2 separate regions of the Sus scrofa genome follow, and region 1 is linked to region 2. The links are chromatin contacts, called in public Hi-C maps. All regions are on one chromosome and are shown on one strand. The core of a region is the stretch at or near the end of the contact, and the rest is flanking DNA. Distances in the headings are between cores, read along the strand shown. Region 1 holds the start of BAG6 (BCL2 associated athanogene 6). Region 2 holds the start of NCR3 (natural cytotoxicity triggering receptor 3).

Evidence for each region. A called contact is a pair of places that touch in the nucleus more often than the background predicts.
Region 1: a Hi-C map of liver shows a contact between it and region 2, with 2.8 times the contacts expected there. The contact joins the promoter of BAG6 here to the promoter of NCR3 in region 2. A contact is called at or near these places in 1 of 5 promoter capture datasets (fetal skeletal muscle), 2 of 47 Hi-C or Micro-C datasets (blood and liver) and 1 of 2 datasets of contacts at active chromatin or transcription factors (alveolar macrophages).

Annotation. Positions count from the first base shown.
Region 1 is chr7:23,766,653-23,771,607 of Sscrofa11.1, reverse strand. BAG6 (BCL2 associated athanogene 6) reads left to right here and starts at 2,949. Exons shown (of 26, transcript NM_001145382.1): 1 at 2,949-3,210; 2 at 3,882-4,002. The coding sequence starts at 3,895. It overlaps APOM (apolipoprotein M), which reads right to left and starts at 763. Exons shown (of 6, transcript NM_001040640.1): 1 at 599-763; 2 at 96-250. The coding sequence starts at 712.
Region 2 is chr7:23,714,415-23,719,110 of Sscrofa11.1, reverse strand. It overlaps NCR3 (natural cytotoxicity triggering receptor 3), which reads left to right and starts at 2,123. Exons shown (of 5, transcript XM_013977630.2): 1 at 2,123-3,128; 2 at 3,230-3,317. The coding sequence starts at 3,275. It also overlaps a transcript of AIF1 not described here.

The sequences.
Region 1 (4,955 bases), core at 1,700-4,199, 52 kb before region 2:
AGCTAAGGAATAATGGATATGCCAAAGAGCCCAGCTCTTTGTGGGAGAGCATTCATACTTTGGGCAGATTGCACCTCTGCCTCCTCACCACTCACGTGCGGATGGTAGCTCGAAGCTGGAGCTGCATGGGAACAGAGCCTGCAGCCATGTTGAAGACAATGTTGTCCACAGGGTCAAAAGTCGCCAACTCCTCCTTGGTTGGAGCTGCCCCTGCGATAAAGTACCACTGGCCCAGGTGGGGCTCTGGGAACTGGAGATGAGGGGAGCAGAAGGTGGGTCTCACTACAGAATCCATCCAACCTCTTCATCAGTCAGGATGGCAATACTTAGGGCTGCCTTTTTCCAATTTGGGGGGGGGTCAGATCCATTCAGTGACTTTTCCTCTTTGTCCCTCCTCAGTAAACCCCACCCCCCAATTCTACCTTGTCTTCCCATTGATGGCCACAGTACTAATGTTTTTTCAATGTTCTTGCTTTCATCACAACACTCACACCCTCTTCCTCCCTTCCTTTCTAGTCATTCTAAGCCACTCACCCTCTTCCCTCGGAGCCACCCCACCACTGCCCCCTGCAAAGCTTCCCAAATTCTTAGTTCATACCTCTTTCCCATCCACTCCTCCAGTTGTCAGTTGACTGTGCTCAGGGCACTGGTAGATGGAGTTAAGGAGAATGCCATAGAGGTAGAGTAGAGCTGCCCAAATCTGGTGGAACATCTTCAGGCAAGAGGGAACTGGTGCTCCGCGTGGAGTGGCTGGTGCCTTAACTGTTCTCCCCCACTAGCTGCTCAGTCCACTATGCTTCCAGCCCCCTTGCCTCGACCCTTGACCCTTTCACCTGCTAATGAGTAACTTCAACCTTGTTTTCCACCCCAAGCCTGGATTACTAACAGTGTTTGGGCTTTCCTCCCCCTCTTCTAAATGCAGCCACTCCACAATACATCGTGGCATATCTAGGGTCTCTGAGGAGTTATAAGGAGAGCTGAGCCCTCCAGTAGAAGCTTGTGCTGTTTCAACCCACATCTGAGCTGGCTATTTGCTGGGCTGTGCAGTATTGAAGAGTCGGATTTGAGTCTTTCATCCATTCACTTAGCAAACTATTTTTGAGTTCCATCTGCTTGTCAGGAACTGGCTAAGCCCTGGGAACATAAAAATGAGTAAGACACAGTCCCTGGCCTTAAAGATGTCAGTCTAAGGAAAACTAGATATCTAAACAAATTATTGCAGTACAAGCTGGTAAGTGCTTTAGAACAGGTGTGAACTGGGTGCTGGAGCATGGTGGATGGGAGGCTTTCTCTCTTAAGTTATTATTGGGGAAACAATATTATGCCCTCCCCAAAGTTTGCTGACACATTAATTCATTCACTCACTGTTTATTACTACAGGTAAGAGGCCACATAATCTAGTGCTTAAAAAGAATGGACAGTGGTGTCAGACAGAGTGGGTCCAAACTCTAATTTCTGTTACTTATAGATCTTCGACAATTTTGTTAATCTTTATGCCTGTTTTTTATCTGTAAATTGAGCAAATCATTAATCTTATAGGATTAAAAGAGCTAATGCAGATAAAGCCCTTAGCGAAGGCCTGCACATTCTAAGTCCAAAGTAAACATTCGCTATAATTAATAGTAATGTTTGTAAAGCACTTTATAGTCTCTGGGGGGGAATTAAGTTCTCAAATAATAAGAGGCAAGGAAAGAATCGTCAAGAGGCAGTCATTGGGTAGTGCCAAGTGTCATATATAAAAGCCTTTCCACATCTGAGCTAGTTATTACAATGAGAGCAGTTAATGAGACTTCTTTTATAGATTATTTATAACCCATGGACTGCTATAGGCTTGTGATTTGGTTAAAAGAACAAAATTTGGGTGGGTATATGACGGTTCATTACACTGTTTGGGGTAATGTTTCACATTTTTTATAATAAAAAATTAGACACAAGTTATTGGGGGAGTAAAGTATAACTGCTTGGGAGTCTGGTAGGCCTGGATTTGGTCGGTTCTGCCACTTACATTCCCCTAGGAGCACTCACCAATAAAACGTGTGTAATAACTAGCTCAGATGTTGAAAAGCTTTTACGTATGACAATATGTGAAACCCTCAGCAAACTGGCTGACATAGACTAGGCGCTCACTAAACAGGTCCTCCTTATAACTCTTAACTCAAACAGTACTGAGATGGGTATAATATGAAGCCCAGAAAGGTTGGGCACTGGAGACAGGGACCTCGGCAGCACCGCGGAAACGAGGCCCTTGCCCAAGGGGCGGGGGGAAGGGGGGAGAGCAGAGGGGACGGTAACCCCCCAGACCTCAGGCCTGCAGAAGCCATTAGGCGGCCCTTTCAATTCCCCAAGGTTAGAGTCTTGCGTTTCAGTCCAGTCTGACTCCATTTGCTCCCAATTCCCAATCTCGGAGGCGTCCTTTTTTATAAACAAACGTCCTGAAAGGTAGTAAATCCTCAACTTTTCCAAAACATGATAATGTCCCCCCGCGGCCGCACACCGCGGGAAGGAACATGGCGCCCACGCTCCACAAAACGCCCACGGGCAAAACCGAGGTCAGGCCCACCGAGGTCAGGCCCAACGACGCCACCGCAGGAAAGTCAGCTCGAGAACCACCTCCAACCGCCTATGGAAAGGGTGACTTCCGGAGGCGCCGAAGGAGCGGCGCAGCGAGAGCGATTGTGAGAGGCTGACAGAATTCTAGGTGGCCTGGTCAGTGCCGCCTCAACTTCTCTGCAGGCCAAAACTTTAACGTAAATTAGCGAGGCACAACTCTCAGGCTCCAGATTCCAAACTCCATACAACTGTTCAAAACCCCCCTCGAGGCAGTCGAAGAGTCTCACTTTGTAATTTTTTTCTTCAGGCATTTATAGCGGCCACCACAACCCCCTACTGCTTAAGCGCGCGCGCACAGGAGAAATGAACAGGGCCGGAGGGGGTGGGGCGGTGCCGAAGTGTGTACGCATGCGTAGTGCGACGCACGCAGGCGCAGTGAGGTACCCCGGGAGACGGTGGCGGCGGCGGCTCTTCGGGGTGCTCGGCTCCCTCCCATCTAGGCCGGCCCCGGCCCGTCTCGCCCCCAGGAACTCAGTTTGGGGCTGATAACTTAATCTTCGTGCCCTACAAAAGTAAAGCTTGGGGACCTGGGGGAGCCGGAAGTACCGCCTCGCGATCCCCAAATACTATCGGGGAAACGGAAGTGACCGTCGGTGGCAGGTTGGGGGAGACCGGAAGTGACGGTACCGTGGGGAAGTCGGGGGCGGAGCCGCGGGTGGAGGAGTGTGAGTGGGTGTGTGTGGTGTGTGTGTGGGGTGTGTGTGTGTGTGTGTGTGTGTGTGTGTTGGTTGCGCCGCTCTGCTAGAGCACCGAGGGAAGGTAGAAGAGGGGGGCAGTCAGCTAGCAGTTCTGGCCCCCTGTGAGTGTCCATTATCTCGAGTCCGTCGTGACTTAAGCGGGTTCGACGGGCGTGGCGTGGCGCGCGTGCGCGAAACCACTTTCTCCGCAGAGTGGCGCGACCCTCGCTCTCGCGTTGTCCCTGGGCTTGACGACTTCTCGGGCCCTTATCCTATCGCGACCGGTGATGACACTGGTCCTGTGTTTCCTTCCCTGTTTCCTAGCCAGACTGGCCCTCCTTTATTGTGATTGGCATCGTGGAGCCCCTCCCACCTCCCGTCCTCCACCTCCCTGTGCCGTCGATCTCTTGCCCTTTGTGTTTCTCTCTCTGTGCCCCGGAATCAGAAAGGGGCTGGGGGCGGGTGTGAGAGTGTGTGCTTGTGTGAGAGAAACTCTTCAGGTGTGGGGGCGGAGTCTCTGGCCGGGGTGGCTTCCGGGTATATAAAAATCTGCTCTGGGCGACAGCGGGCCTCCCTCCCTCCATTCTTCCTTAGAGAGCTGTCGGCCATGGAGCCCAATGATAGTACCAGTACCACTATGGAAGAGCCTGAAAGCCTGGAGGTGCTGGTGAAGACCCTGGACTCTCAGACCCGGACCTTTATTGTGGGGGCCCAGGTGAGACCCCAGTACTTCTGGAAGACACCTATTAACTCTTTTTGTAGGTTCCTTTTTCTGAGATAAGAGTCTTATCTTCTGGTCTTCTGATTTTCTTTCATTGATTTTTTTTTGTTAATATTGTAGCCAGAACGTTTGGTGTATGCTTTCTGTTGTGTGAGGCAGATTTTCTTCTGCTTTCTTTTACCTCAGTAAAACTCAATGTAGAAGGAAAGAAGGAAGGAGGAATCTCTGCCAACATCATGAGTGAACCCCAGCTCAAAGGGACAGACATGGTTCCTGTCCTTTGAACAGAACCTAAAATGCAAGTGTGTCTTAAGAAGAAAAATTGGCAAGGCCTGTACTGTGTTTTTAAAGAATAGAATTGGGGTCCTTTAATGCAGGTGGAGTCCTAATAGAATGTTGAGTGGAATTACTGATATTTATGATGTAATTTGAATCTTTTGAGTTTGATGTCATGGACACAGCTGTCTGTGGCATTACTTCTCTAATAGTTGTAGAAAAGATCATGAGGGGGTTGACCCATAGTTTTAAAACATGTATTTAGGGAAACTCTATAGGCTTTTGTGATTGGGTATGTAAATAGTTTGGTACTTCCCAAGTGGAGTTAGTTGTCTAGTTAGGAAAAATGTTTTTCCGTTTTGCTCCTTTTTCTTTTTTCTTGCTTGAGTCTTCTTTCCTTAACTAGATTCTTCACCACGGTGTCTTTGTCATTGTTTTATCTTTGAGAGTACAGAGTTGTATCATTTTGTGCTTGAGGAGGGGGTCACTGGTATCTTTAGACAGACACATTCTTTTGGAAGTCAAGGACAGAAGGGAATGTCCATGGGCTTTTCTCTTTATCAGCCCTGTAATTTTTCTCTTAGGTCCATAACCTGGAGTTTTATATGTTTAATGTCTGTGTTTTGACAAATGTTGCCTTAGTTCAGGGCTTTGCACAATGATTACCTCAC
Region 2 (4,696 bases), core at 874-3,373:
GCCGTGAGCTGTGGTGTAGGTTGCAGACGCGGCTCGGATCCCGCGTTGCTGTGGCTCTGGCGTAGGCCGGTGGCTACAGCTCCGATTCCACCCCTAGCCTGGGAACCTCCATATGCCGCGGGAGCGGCCCAAGAAATAGCAACAACAACAACAACAAAGACAAAAGACAAAAAAAAAAAAAAAAAAAAAAAAAAAAAAAAAAAGGATCCTTGAATCCACACCAGAATTTATTCTAGATGGACTTAAAAAAAATGCAATAACTGAAGTTCCTGATGTGTCTCAGTGGTAATGAACCCAACTAGTATCCATGAGGATGCAGGTTTGACCCCTGGCCCCACATATTAGATTAAGAATCTGGCTTGCCGTGAGTTGTGGTGTAGGTCGCAGACATGGCTCAGATCCCTTGTTGCTGTGGTGTAGGCTGACAGTTACAGCTCCAATTCAGCCAGTAGCCTGGGAACTTCCATATGCTGTGGTTGTGGCCCTAAAAATTCTAAGTAAATAAATAAATAAATAAATAAATAAATAAATAAATGCAATCACTGTCTTAATTTTTTTGGCCATGCCCTTGGCATGCAGGAGTTTCCAGGCCAGGGATCAAACCCACACCCCAGTAGCGACCCAGGCCACAGCGGTGACAACACTGGATCTTTAACCCACTGAGCTACCAGGGAACTCCAAGTACTTTCTTTAGAATCCACAATATTTTTTGATATTGGAAATCTTAGGTAGAGAAAGAGGTGGAGAGAGCAAGATACCTTTGAGTTCCAGCCCAGCTATACCACTGGTCAAACAGGACTGGGAGACTCTAGGGACAGACATACACTAAGCCTCCACCACAGTGTGGTCTGAAAATTGACAGATGCTACTCCCATCTTACAGATGTGTAAGCAGTAGAGCCATGATTCCAATTTATGATGACTTGACTTCTAAGCCGCATTACTCTGGAACTTGGAGCAGTGCTATGTGATTGAGTATGCCCTGTGAAATATGGAGTTTTGTCCCCAAGCCAGTTGCCCATTCCAGCTCCTCACACCCACTCTACTGGTACTGACCTTCCCTCCCCAAACTACGGGGTTCTCATGGTTGAGCAGAAGAGACAATTTTCTTCACATTGACTCTTTGGACAGGGCAGATGCTGGAATTAAGGCCTGGTTGAGAAAAGCCATCTATTGGTGCCTCAGTTCTCCCCGTGCTCTGTGACCGCCAGGGGGCAGCCCTTGCCTTGCCATGGCACCTCAGTTCCACACCCTCTGGTTAGATGGTCTGGAAGATGCAGCCACTCCACTGATGGAGAATGGCTGTGAGTCCTGCCCCGACTGTGTGGTACCCATGCCTGTCTAGGTGGTTTATAGAGGTTCAACAATTTGTTCGAGATTATGTAACTAGTCGGGGTTCCCGCTGTGGCGCAGCAGAAACGAATCCAACTAGAATCCATGAGCATGTGGGTTCGACCCCTGGCCTTGCTCAATGGGTTAAGAATCTGGTGTTGTCAAGTTCCCGTCGTGGCCCAGTGATTAACAAATCCGACTAGGAACCACGAGGTTTCGGGTTCTATCCCTGGCCTCGCTCATTGGGTTAAGGATCTGGCGTTGCCATGAGCTGTGGTGTAGGTCGCAGATGCGGCTTGGATCTGGAGTCGCTGTGGCTGTGGTGTAGGCCAGCGGCTACAGCTCCGACTAGACCCTTAGCCTGGGAACCTCCATATGCTGTGGGTGTGGCCCTAGAAAAGACTAAAAGAAAAAAGAAAAAAAAAAAGAATTTGGTGTTGTCATGAGCTGTGGTGTAAGCCTGAAGCTGTAGTTCTGATTCGACCCCTGGCCTGGGAACTTCCGTATGTCTGGGTGTTGCCCTGAAAAGATAAAAAGATTGTGTAACTATTTTGTAGGGGGCTGGCGTGAGAAAACAAACTGACTCCAAATCAGCATTCTTTTGTTTTAGTTTTTTTAAGGCCACACCCACGGCATGTGGAGGTTCCCAGGCTAAGGGTCTAGTCGGAGCTGTAGCCGCTGGCCTACACCACAGCCACAGCGACTCCAGATCCAAGCCGCATCTGCGACCTACACCACAGCTCATGGCAATGCCAGATCCTTAGCATTCTTAATGATAAAAATTACTACTTTTCAAAAAAAAAAAAAAAAAAGAGCTCGTGATTACTGCAGTGGAAGATGGGAACTGCACAGTTTATGAATGTATTGTGACACGGAGCTAGGAATATGGACAGAAAGAAAGAGTGTGTATTCGTATAAAGGAGCCAGAGAGAAAAATGTGTGGTGAGGGCTGGGCAGGTTTCACCCAGCATATTACAGTCATTTGTCTTTCTTAGGTGCTGTGTTATCTAATGCAGGTGTGTAATACACAAGAGTGTATGGCACACTCCCTATATGACTTTGGAGTTACTTGCAACGCAATGTGTCTTTCATTTGTGTCTGTAAAAATGCATTTCGTGTAATGTGGGCATTTTGTAATTTCTCAACAAATGTTAGCTAAATAATGAATAAAAAATAAAAAAGAGTGAATTTATCAGTGGGTGATAAATCTGTGCAGAACACGCTTGTTACACAGACCTCTGAGCGAGGTGTATTCCTTTGACAGCGTTCTGAATCTGAAGGAAGCCAAACTTCTCCATCCGCTGCACTCACTCCGCCAATCCACCCAAGTCCTCACGGTCTAAGTGAAACAGGGTGATTGCTATGCAAATGCAGCTTCCACAAAGTCCCTAGCAACACCCAGGCCGCCAACACCAATCAGCTGACTTCTGCTAATCCTCCCATTTATAGAATTTCTAGAGCAGCCGTGGGAAAGGGAATGGATGGGGTGGACCTGGGTGCTACTGAGCCCAGAGAAGGGGAAGTAGGTTAGCTCAGGGCACAGAAAAGTTCTTGGAGGCTTATTCTTGGTAAAAGGTTGGTCTTGAACCTCAGAAGATGGGGGAACCACATCCTGGTCTCGCCCGTCCACCCACCCTAACGTCACCAGCCATCTAAGCCCCACCCTCCCCCTCAAACGCTTAGGCAACCTGCCCACATGCTGCCCCCACCTCCTAGCGACCCAGATATCGCCGTCAGCAGCATCCTCTTTCATCAGGGAGCCAGGATGTCCAAGGTCCTAGGGACTTGAGGTCCTTGGTAAGTGATGTGTGAGTTGTGTGTGTCATAGGAATGTCCCTACCCCCATCCAGTGACCAAAGGCCTGGTCACCAGCGGTGGGTCATTCTTTTTCCACTCAGCCCTCACTGCTCAGGTCCCCCTCATCAACAGGAACACCCTTCACCATGGCCCGGATGCTGTTGCTCATCTTGATCAGGGTCCATTCAGGTGACAGGATTTGTTTCCAGGACCCTAAGGGGTTGGGGCTGGGAGGAGGGAGGATGAGGGAGGCTGGACACAGATGTCCCAGGGGAGCAGATGTGGTGGAGGCTGAACAGTGAGCCCCAAGGGATGTGGTGAGGAAAGGAGAGTGGGAGCAGCGGGTCCCTCTGTAAAGCCGATACCCCAAGGACTCCCCTAGTTCACAGTTCCCTCCATGTCACCCCTGAGAGAGTTGCTGCCCAGCTTCCATCCCACAACTAGTGAAAAGAGCTTGAAAGAAGGGGTCAAATTTTTTAAGGGGTAAGTTTTAATTCAATGAATTTAATAAGCCTATTAAACAAGGCTTACTATCTAAGATCTAGATACAATTAGGAATTTGGGAGACCTAATTAGATCTAAGTGGAGTTTCTTAATGAAACTGATTTTAATTATCAAACATATTAATTAACTAAATTAAGTGTGGACCCTGGACCTGCAGTGTCAGCATCAGCTGGGACCTGGGACAAATTCTTGGGCCTACTCCAGACCCACTCAAGAAAAAATTCTAGGATAGGGCCAGGGAATCTGTTTTAGTATTTCTTTTTCCTTTTCTGCATTTTTCTTTTCCTTTCCTTTCTTTTCTTTCTTTCTCTCTCTCTTTTTTTTTTTTTTTTTTTTGGCTTTTTTGGCTTTTTTGGCTTTTTAGGGCTTCACCCTCAGCATACAGAAGTTCCCGGGCCAGGGGTCAAATCAGAGCCAGCCTATGCCGCAGTCACAGCAATATGGGATCCGAGATGCATCTGCGACCTACACCACAGCTCACGGCAACACCAGATCCTTAACCCACTGAGCGAGGCCAGGGATCAAACCCATATCCTCATGGATACTTATTGGGTACATTAGCGCTGAGCCACAACAGGAAGTCCCATGGGAATCTGTTTTAACAAAACACTCCTGGTGATCCCATGTACCCTCAAGTTTGAGAATCATTGAAATAGAAGAATTAACCAGAGAATTTAAACAAGGATTTTAAGAATTGGCTTAATTCATCAGTTTGGATGAAGGATCCATACTGGGGTCTCAAATAGGGATTTCAACCAGTTACAGCCATGCCTTCCCCTAGAGATGTAATTAGTTAACGCTCTTCAACAACAAAAGCAACAGAAAGTAGCAAGGGTGGTATCCTACAGAATGCTCTTAGTACTAAAATAATATCTGGAATAACATAATTAATGATATTCATTAACTAGGCAGCCACATTCATTCATGAGCTTCAACTTCGTTGTCATGGGTTAAATTTCCGCAAAAAGATACTAGCGGAGAATGATGGGACCAAGGATGAGGGTGAGAGCTGGTAGGAGAAAGAATTTGACAACCTATTTAATAAGCAATCTTAGGAAAGTAGA